Regions from separate parts of the Sus scrofa genome. Here region 2 is linked to region 1. A link is a contact called in public Hi-C data. All regions are on one chromosome and are shown on one strand. The core of a region is the stretch at or near the end of the contact, and the rest is flanking DNA. Distances in the headings are between cores, read along the strand shown.

Evidence for each region. Hi-C and Micro-C count contacts between places; a contact is called where the count stands out from the background.
Region 2: a Hi-C map of skeletal muscle shows a contact between it and region 1, with 10 times the contacts expected there. The contact joins two enhancer-like sites. A contact is called at or near these places in 3 of 47 Hi-C or Micro-C datasets (embryonic fibroblasts and skeletal muscle) and 1 of 2 datasets of contacts at active chromatin or transcription factors (skeletal muscle).

The regions. Positions count from the first base shown.
Region 1 is chr3:45,028,509-45,031,671 of Sscrofa11.1, forward strand. The region is part of intron 4 of LOC106509733 (a long non-coding RNA gene); the gene reads left to right. Among named protein-coding and RNA genes, the nearest start is that of BCL2L11, 170 kb to the right of the region's middle. Within about 2 kb of position 1,428, at least 12 of the 83 cell types and tissues checked have an H3K27ac peak or open chromatin away from gene starts, as enhancers often do. A contact at or near this core is called in skeletal muscle, where this site is marked.
Region 2 is chr3:45,479,992-45,483,563 of Sscrofa11.1, forward strand. The region is part of intron 9 of ACOXL (acyl-coenzyme A oxidase-like protein); the gene reads right to left. Among named protein-coding and RNA genes, the nearest start is that of ACOXL, 81 kb to the right of the region's middle. Within about 2 kb of position 2,295, at least 20 of the 83 cell types and tissues checked have an H3K27ac peak or open chromatin away from gene starts, as enhancers often do. A contact at or near this core is called in skeletal muscle, where this site is marked.

The DNA of each region.
Region 1 (3,163 bases), core at 178-2,677:
CAATTTCCTTGGAACTGCCTCCTCCAAGTGGGTTCTGCAGTTAGTGCGAGACTGCAGGCACATCTTCATCAACCTGGAGCGACCCGAACAGCCGACCGAACTGTGTGTATGTGAGTGCGTGTGAGCCCTGGACGTGAACCACCTAAACAAGAAAGCAAAGGCTGTTTGGTGGGAGCTGACCCCAGCCAGGGAGTCAGCCACCATCACGGTCACTTGCTTTTGGCATCACCAAGGCAGACAGGGCTGGGGTGGGGAGGAGAAGCAAGATTTCTGGAGGAAAAGAAAAGGGGCTCCAGGTGTGCTCTGCTGGGAGCCCATCAGTGGGGAAAGCTGGAGGCAGCAACTAGCTGTCATAGTCGCAGCATCCTATGGGGTGGATTAGCAATGCATAGCTGGCTTTCTCTTCTGGTCCCAAGTTGGAAGTGGGGACAACAGTTAGGGAAACTAATTGGTTTTAACTACCTCCTGGCAGTTTGGGACCAACTGCTATGAAGTCATTTGGCTTCCTTAGCTGGTTGTTGCATACTCTGGGTCCAAGTTCTTTCTCTGTTTTTAGGGCCGCACCTGTGGCTCATGGAAGTTCCCAGGCTAGGGGTTAAATCAGAGCTGTAGCTGCTGGCCTACGACACAGCCACAGCAACAGCAACACCAGATCTGAGCCGCATCTGCAACCAACACTGCAGCTCAAGGCAATGCCAGATCCTTTAACCCACTGAGGGAAGCCAGAAATTGAATCCTCATCCTCATGGATACTAGTTGGGTTCTTAACCTGCTGAGTCACAACGGGAAGTCCCGGAGCTCTTTCTAATACATGGTCTGGCCATGATCCATAGGTATGTTCAGTCTCAGAGTGTATACAAGACTGTCGTCTTCCAGAACCTGCTTAGCATTCATAAGAAGTTGAACAGGCATTCCCGTTGTGTCCTAGCAGGTTAAGAACCTGACTAGGAGCCATGAGGATGCAGGTTCGATCCCTGGCCCGACTCAGTGGGTTAAGGATTCAGCATTGCCACAGCTTAGGTCACCGATGTGGCTCAGATCCAGTGTTGCTGTGGGCAGTGGGCGAAGGAAAGTCATCTTTTTTTGCAAATAGCCACAGGTGGAAATTCAGGGTGATTTTGAGAGAACTGAGTTCAAGGGCTTCCCTATCAACTGCTGCTTGGACCCACCTGAAGGTCATCTGCTGGGAACAGTGGATTGTAAATTGGAGGCCAGCTCTGGGTCCTGGGTGGGTCAGAATGCAAACCATGAAGTGCACCAAGGTAGCCTGTAGATACACCCAACTCAGGAATCCCGGTCTTCACCAAACCCTCCGAAGGCTGAACTTCACTGCCTTATCTTCAGACTTGCTGCTTTTACCAAGAACAGAGTTACTGAGAAGGCAGTCAAGGCCGATCTATTTTTAACCAGGCGACCAAGCCCGAAGACAAGAACGCTGTCCCTGGTGATGGAATGTCACATCCCTTGCAGCAGGTGGTGGCTTCTGACAGGCCGTGGTCCAGATGGCAGCCAACTCCACCCACCCGTCAGGCAGGCGACAGTGTTTCCAGACGTACTCCTTGTTTAGACAAGGCATTTCTGCCTGCAGTAACATGCCTTCAAGCAGCAAAAGGATTCTAGATCTTTCCAGAGGTCACGGACTGGAGGCTCAGAGGCCACATTCAGTCTGGAGAGTGTGTTTTACTTGGCACACATGTGTTTACGTTTTTAAACTACTTGTCAAGATTTAAAAATCAGGAGCTTGGCTTTCACATTTAAAAAAAAAAAAAAAAAACATGTATTTTTCCAACTTCTCCTAGAAAATGGGATGATCTGGTCACACTGGGCCATCTTCCCACCCGAGGATGCTCAGAAGAAGAGCAGCTGCCTATTCTCTTCTCCACCATAGTCCCCGTTTGGCCTTCAGTTTTTCTCTGTTTGTCATTGTTATGGACCAGATGTCCCCCCCCTCAAATTCATATGTTGAAATCCTAACCCCCCCACCCGACGTGATGGTGTCAGGAACTGGGACCTCCGGGAATTAATTTGGTTATAAGGACAGAACCCTCATGAATGGGCTTAGTGCCCTAATGGGAGAAGCCCCATCTCTGGTCCTCTTTCTGCTGTGTGAGGACACAATAAGAATATAGCTTGGAGCTCCTGTTGTGGTTCAGCAGAAACAAATCTGACTAGTATCCATGAGGACTCAGGCTTGATTCCTGGCCTCACTCAGTGGGTTAAGGATCCGGCAATGCCATGAGCTGTGGTGTAGGTTGAAGAAGCAGCTCAGATCTGGTGTTGCTGTGGCTGTAGCGCAGGCCATCCGTTACAGCTATGATTTGACCCTGGGCCTGGGAACTTCCATATGCCATGGGTACGGCCCTAAAAAGACAAAAAAAAAAAAAAGGGACTATAGCAGTCTGGGAGTTCCCTGGTGGTCTAGTGGTTAGGATTTGGCACTTTCACCACTATAGCCTGGGTTCAATCCCTGGTCTGAGAACTGAGATCCCACATCAAGCCCCTGCAGCCTGGGGCAACAAAAGAAAAGAAAAGAATATAGCAGTCTACTGCCCAGAAGAAGGTCTTCACCAGAACCTGACCATACTGGCATCCAGAATGGAGACCCCTCACCCAGGGTGCTGTGCCTGGTGGCGCTGGGGACACTCTTTGATAAAAAGGAAATGGGAAAATAATTTTGAAAATGATTTTGAAAATGCTCTCACAGATGGCAGAGAAATGCTGTGTCGTTGTGGAGTCCTTATTCTGTCCTAGGCCCTGCTCTCAGCACCTGCTGGCCTTTCCTTCATTTAATCTCCATTATAACCTATCAGGTAGCAACTATTATGATTTCTGCTTTGCAGATACAGATTATTCTTTTCCCTTTTTTTTTTTTTTTTTTTTTTGCTTTTTAGGACCACACCCACGGCATATGGAAGTTTCCAGGCTTGGGGTCGAATCGGAGTTCCAGCTGCTGGCCTATATCACAGCCACAGCAACCTGGGATCTGAGCTGAATCTGTGACCTACACCACAGCTCCCGGCAATGCCGGATCCTCAATGCACTAATCGAGGCCAGGGATGGAACCTGCATCCTCATGGATACTCCTCAGGGTCTTAACCTGCTGAGCTACTATGGGAACTCCAGATACAGATTATTCTTAGCTCGGAGTGGTCTGGATGTTGTA
Region 2 (3,572 bases), core at 1,045-3,544, 450 kb after region 1:
AGGCCCTATACTGAGACAATAGACAGACATGATCTCTGCCTACTACATGTTCTATTCATAATGATAAAAATGAGATCAATCTAAGTGACAACAAGAAGAGATGAAGATAAAATGATTTCAGAAGAAAATAAAAAAGGTAAACTCCTTGCAAGAATTAAAGATACTAAAATCTGATAGTTTCATAGTAGTAGCCTCGGAAATTGTGGTTATTGATTTAAGGGGACTAACTGAGCTTCAACTCAGGGAAGAGTGTCACAGCACCTGGGTCATGGTCATCCCAGCAGGTAGAATGTCACATCTGACACTAGCTGCCCAGCCTGTGACTCTAGTCACTATGGGGCCAGATGCAGGCACCAGACACCAGGTGAGAACACCAATGTCAAGGACACCTCTGAGGATGTATCAGAACCAGGGTGCAGAGGAAGCCACAAGGCAAGACCAGAGAGCAGAGAGAGCAAGAGGAACACACAGCCTGTTCCACCCTGTGTCTGTTCAATACAGCACCACAGCCCCTGGTGGTTAAAGGGCTGCCTCTGACCCAGAAGGAGACACAGATGCCCCAGACCTCCTCTTCTTTGTTGTTCTAATTCTCCCTGAACCCTCACCATCAGAAGATCTTGGGAAGGTCACTTAAGGATGCAATGTCCCTAAATCCCCATCAACAGAGGGGAAAGACTCTCTTGTAAAAGTGGGCTCTAGCACCTTCCACAGACCCTTGATTCACATCCAACAATGTTACTGTCAGGAAGGGTCGTGTGTCCATTACATGTCCCCAGGGTCCCACCTGAGATCAGTTCTTCCCTTTGCTCTTCCTACATCCCCAGGTCCCAGGAATAGCCGCCCTCCACCTTCACTCCCGCACCCATTGATGACTCTGAGATGGTCACTCAGGCTCTCCACTCTTCTCTCCAGACCATGTGTCCTTCACCCAACCCCAGGAGGACAGCCAGAAGGAACAGACCCCACCACTCCCCACCCCATCCTTTAGCTCACCACAACCACAGCCACCTGTCAGCCTCACGATTCTGCGCCCTCAGATCCAAGCTGCCACAACCACCTGGGGGTGAGCATGTGTTATAAACCCTGTTTGTGGAGCTCCCTGGTGGCTCAGTGGGTTAAGGATTCAGCAGCATTGTCACTGCTGTGGCTCAGGTCCAATCCCTGGCCCTGGAACCTCCACGTGCCTCGGACATGGCAAAAAATCAATCAATCAATAAAAACTCAATTTCTTATCCTCGCCATCTCAAATGTCATCTTCAATCATCAGTGTATCCAGGCTTGCTTATATAAGCTAGCTTCCACATCCCTGGCACTAATAACAGCCTCTGTGTATTGATGATTCAGTATATGAGGCACTGGGATAAGCCTTACCAGTATTATTCGCTGGGGCCTTATAACAGCTCTCTGGGGAGGGGGGTGCTGTTCTGATTTTTAGAGGTATGGAGATGGTTCAATAACCCGCTGAGGGCACCCAGGGGCAGGAAGCAAATCCAGAGAGGCTGATTTCAGAGCCCACGTTTTTCTGGCCTCACCCAGGACTCCAGAACAGACACAATATTCCAACCATCTCCACACAGGCCAATCCTGCTTGTCTCAACTCTGACTTCCTAGGGGGCGTCGTCCCTCTGCCTGGCTCAGCGCCGTGTCAGGGTGATGAGCAAGAGCAGGGCCCCATCCTCGCTGCAGCCTTAGTTAGCGCCTTCATGAGGGTCCTCCCGACCCAACAACTCAGTGGCCAGCCAGTGGCCTGCCATGACCCAGCTGTGTAACTTGGCTAACCCTATGTCCAAGCACCTCCAGCTTCTAGGGATTCCTGTGCTGGGCTGGACTGTCCCTGTTCCCACTTAACTCTACTACCCTTTTTAATTGTAGCTACATGTCAACCTTGTCCACACAACATGCCAGGACCATCCTTCCCTGAGAACTGCTGTGAAAATGAGAGATATCCACCACCCCACACACACACAGACACAAAAGGGCAGAGTTTAAAAGGACCCCGTGTGCTCAGCCTTGAGCAAATGTCACCATGGGGAGCCGAGGTGACAGTTTTCTAACACGGGAAGAATGCACGTCAGAGACAGGGGTCCGTTTTCCTCTCCTCAGCAAGCCCAGAACAAGCAGGACCGGCTCAGGTTTCAGCCGAGAGAGCATCTGTCTTGTGTTTGAGCCAAAGGAGAGAAGGAGCTGCCAGCGGCTGGTGACATCATCTTCCCCCCCTCCAGAGGCTCAGGATGAGATCATGGCAGCCAGGCTCCCTTTCCAGGAGACACATACTGGTGCCCGGACCACAAGGATCTGATGTTGGTGGCTCTGCGAGGGCTCTCGCGGTCACCTGGACAACCTTCCTCCTGGACAGGGGAGGCGCTGACTCACCATCACGGATCGTGTTCTATTTAGATACTCTGGAATCACAGGGATGGCATGCAGCTCTACAAAATGCCTCAAACCAGCCAGCATCTGTTTCAGGGAGAAGCCCATTTATTCCCCTCCCAAAGCAGGCTCCTATCTCCTTGGTACCAGCAGCAGCCATCACATCTGTAACAGCTCTGAGCAACCCCGTACTTCCTCTGCACCAGCACATCCTTATTCAGGCCTCATCATTGTCTGAAGGCCCATTTTACATATGGAGAAACTGAGCCCCAAAGAAGCTTACTGATCTGCCCACAACCCCGCTGCTGGTCATGTCCAAGGTGAAATTTGAGCCAAGTTCTCTGACTTTATGAGAAAGCCTATACGTGGCCAGGAACAAAGTATGTATGTCAGATGCCTGACCAGGAATTGATCCAAACGTGGTCCCTGCCCCAGACCCTCTGGAGCCCATAGGGTTTGATCCCTTGATCATGTTCAGTAAAATGCATAATAGATACTTTTAAAAATCAGCCTCTGGAGTTCCCATCGTGGCTCAGCGAAAACAAATCTGACTAGAAACCATGAGGTTGCAGGTTCAATCCCTGGCCTCACTCAGTGGGTTAAGGATCTGGCGTTACCATGAGCTGTGGTGTAGGTAGCAGACACAGCTCGGTTCTGGCATTGCTGTGGCTATGGCGTAGGCCAGCAGCCATAGCTCCAATTCAACCCCTAGCATGGGAATATCCATATGCCACAGATGCAGCCCTAAAAAGCCAATAAATAAATAAATAAATAATCAGCCTCTCTGCATCCTCGCCCCCCACCCCCACTGCTCCAGATCGACCAACACTTAAAATCCAGTCTCTCCCAGAAGCCCCCACACCATGTTCCATCTACACCACCCCATGCCTGTCCCTGAGGATCCCACCACTGGCCTGGATGGGCTGACAGGCAGTGTGGATGTCCTTCACTCTACATCACCCACTCAAAATGTAACGGCCCAGGGTTTCTACAGCACCTCTCCAGCCACTAAGCAGCATGTGGCTTTAACCTTCACAGACACTCTCGCCGGAGGGCCCCTGAAGGCTGCTGTGATCGGATGGGCTCCCATGCAAATGTCATGGCTTCAGAGAACCCTGAGCAGATGTCTGTCCCATCTACTCCACAAGGCAAGTCTAGGCCCATCTGCTTTCTCTCCTTCTGCCTCCTTCTGGAGTCTGGAA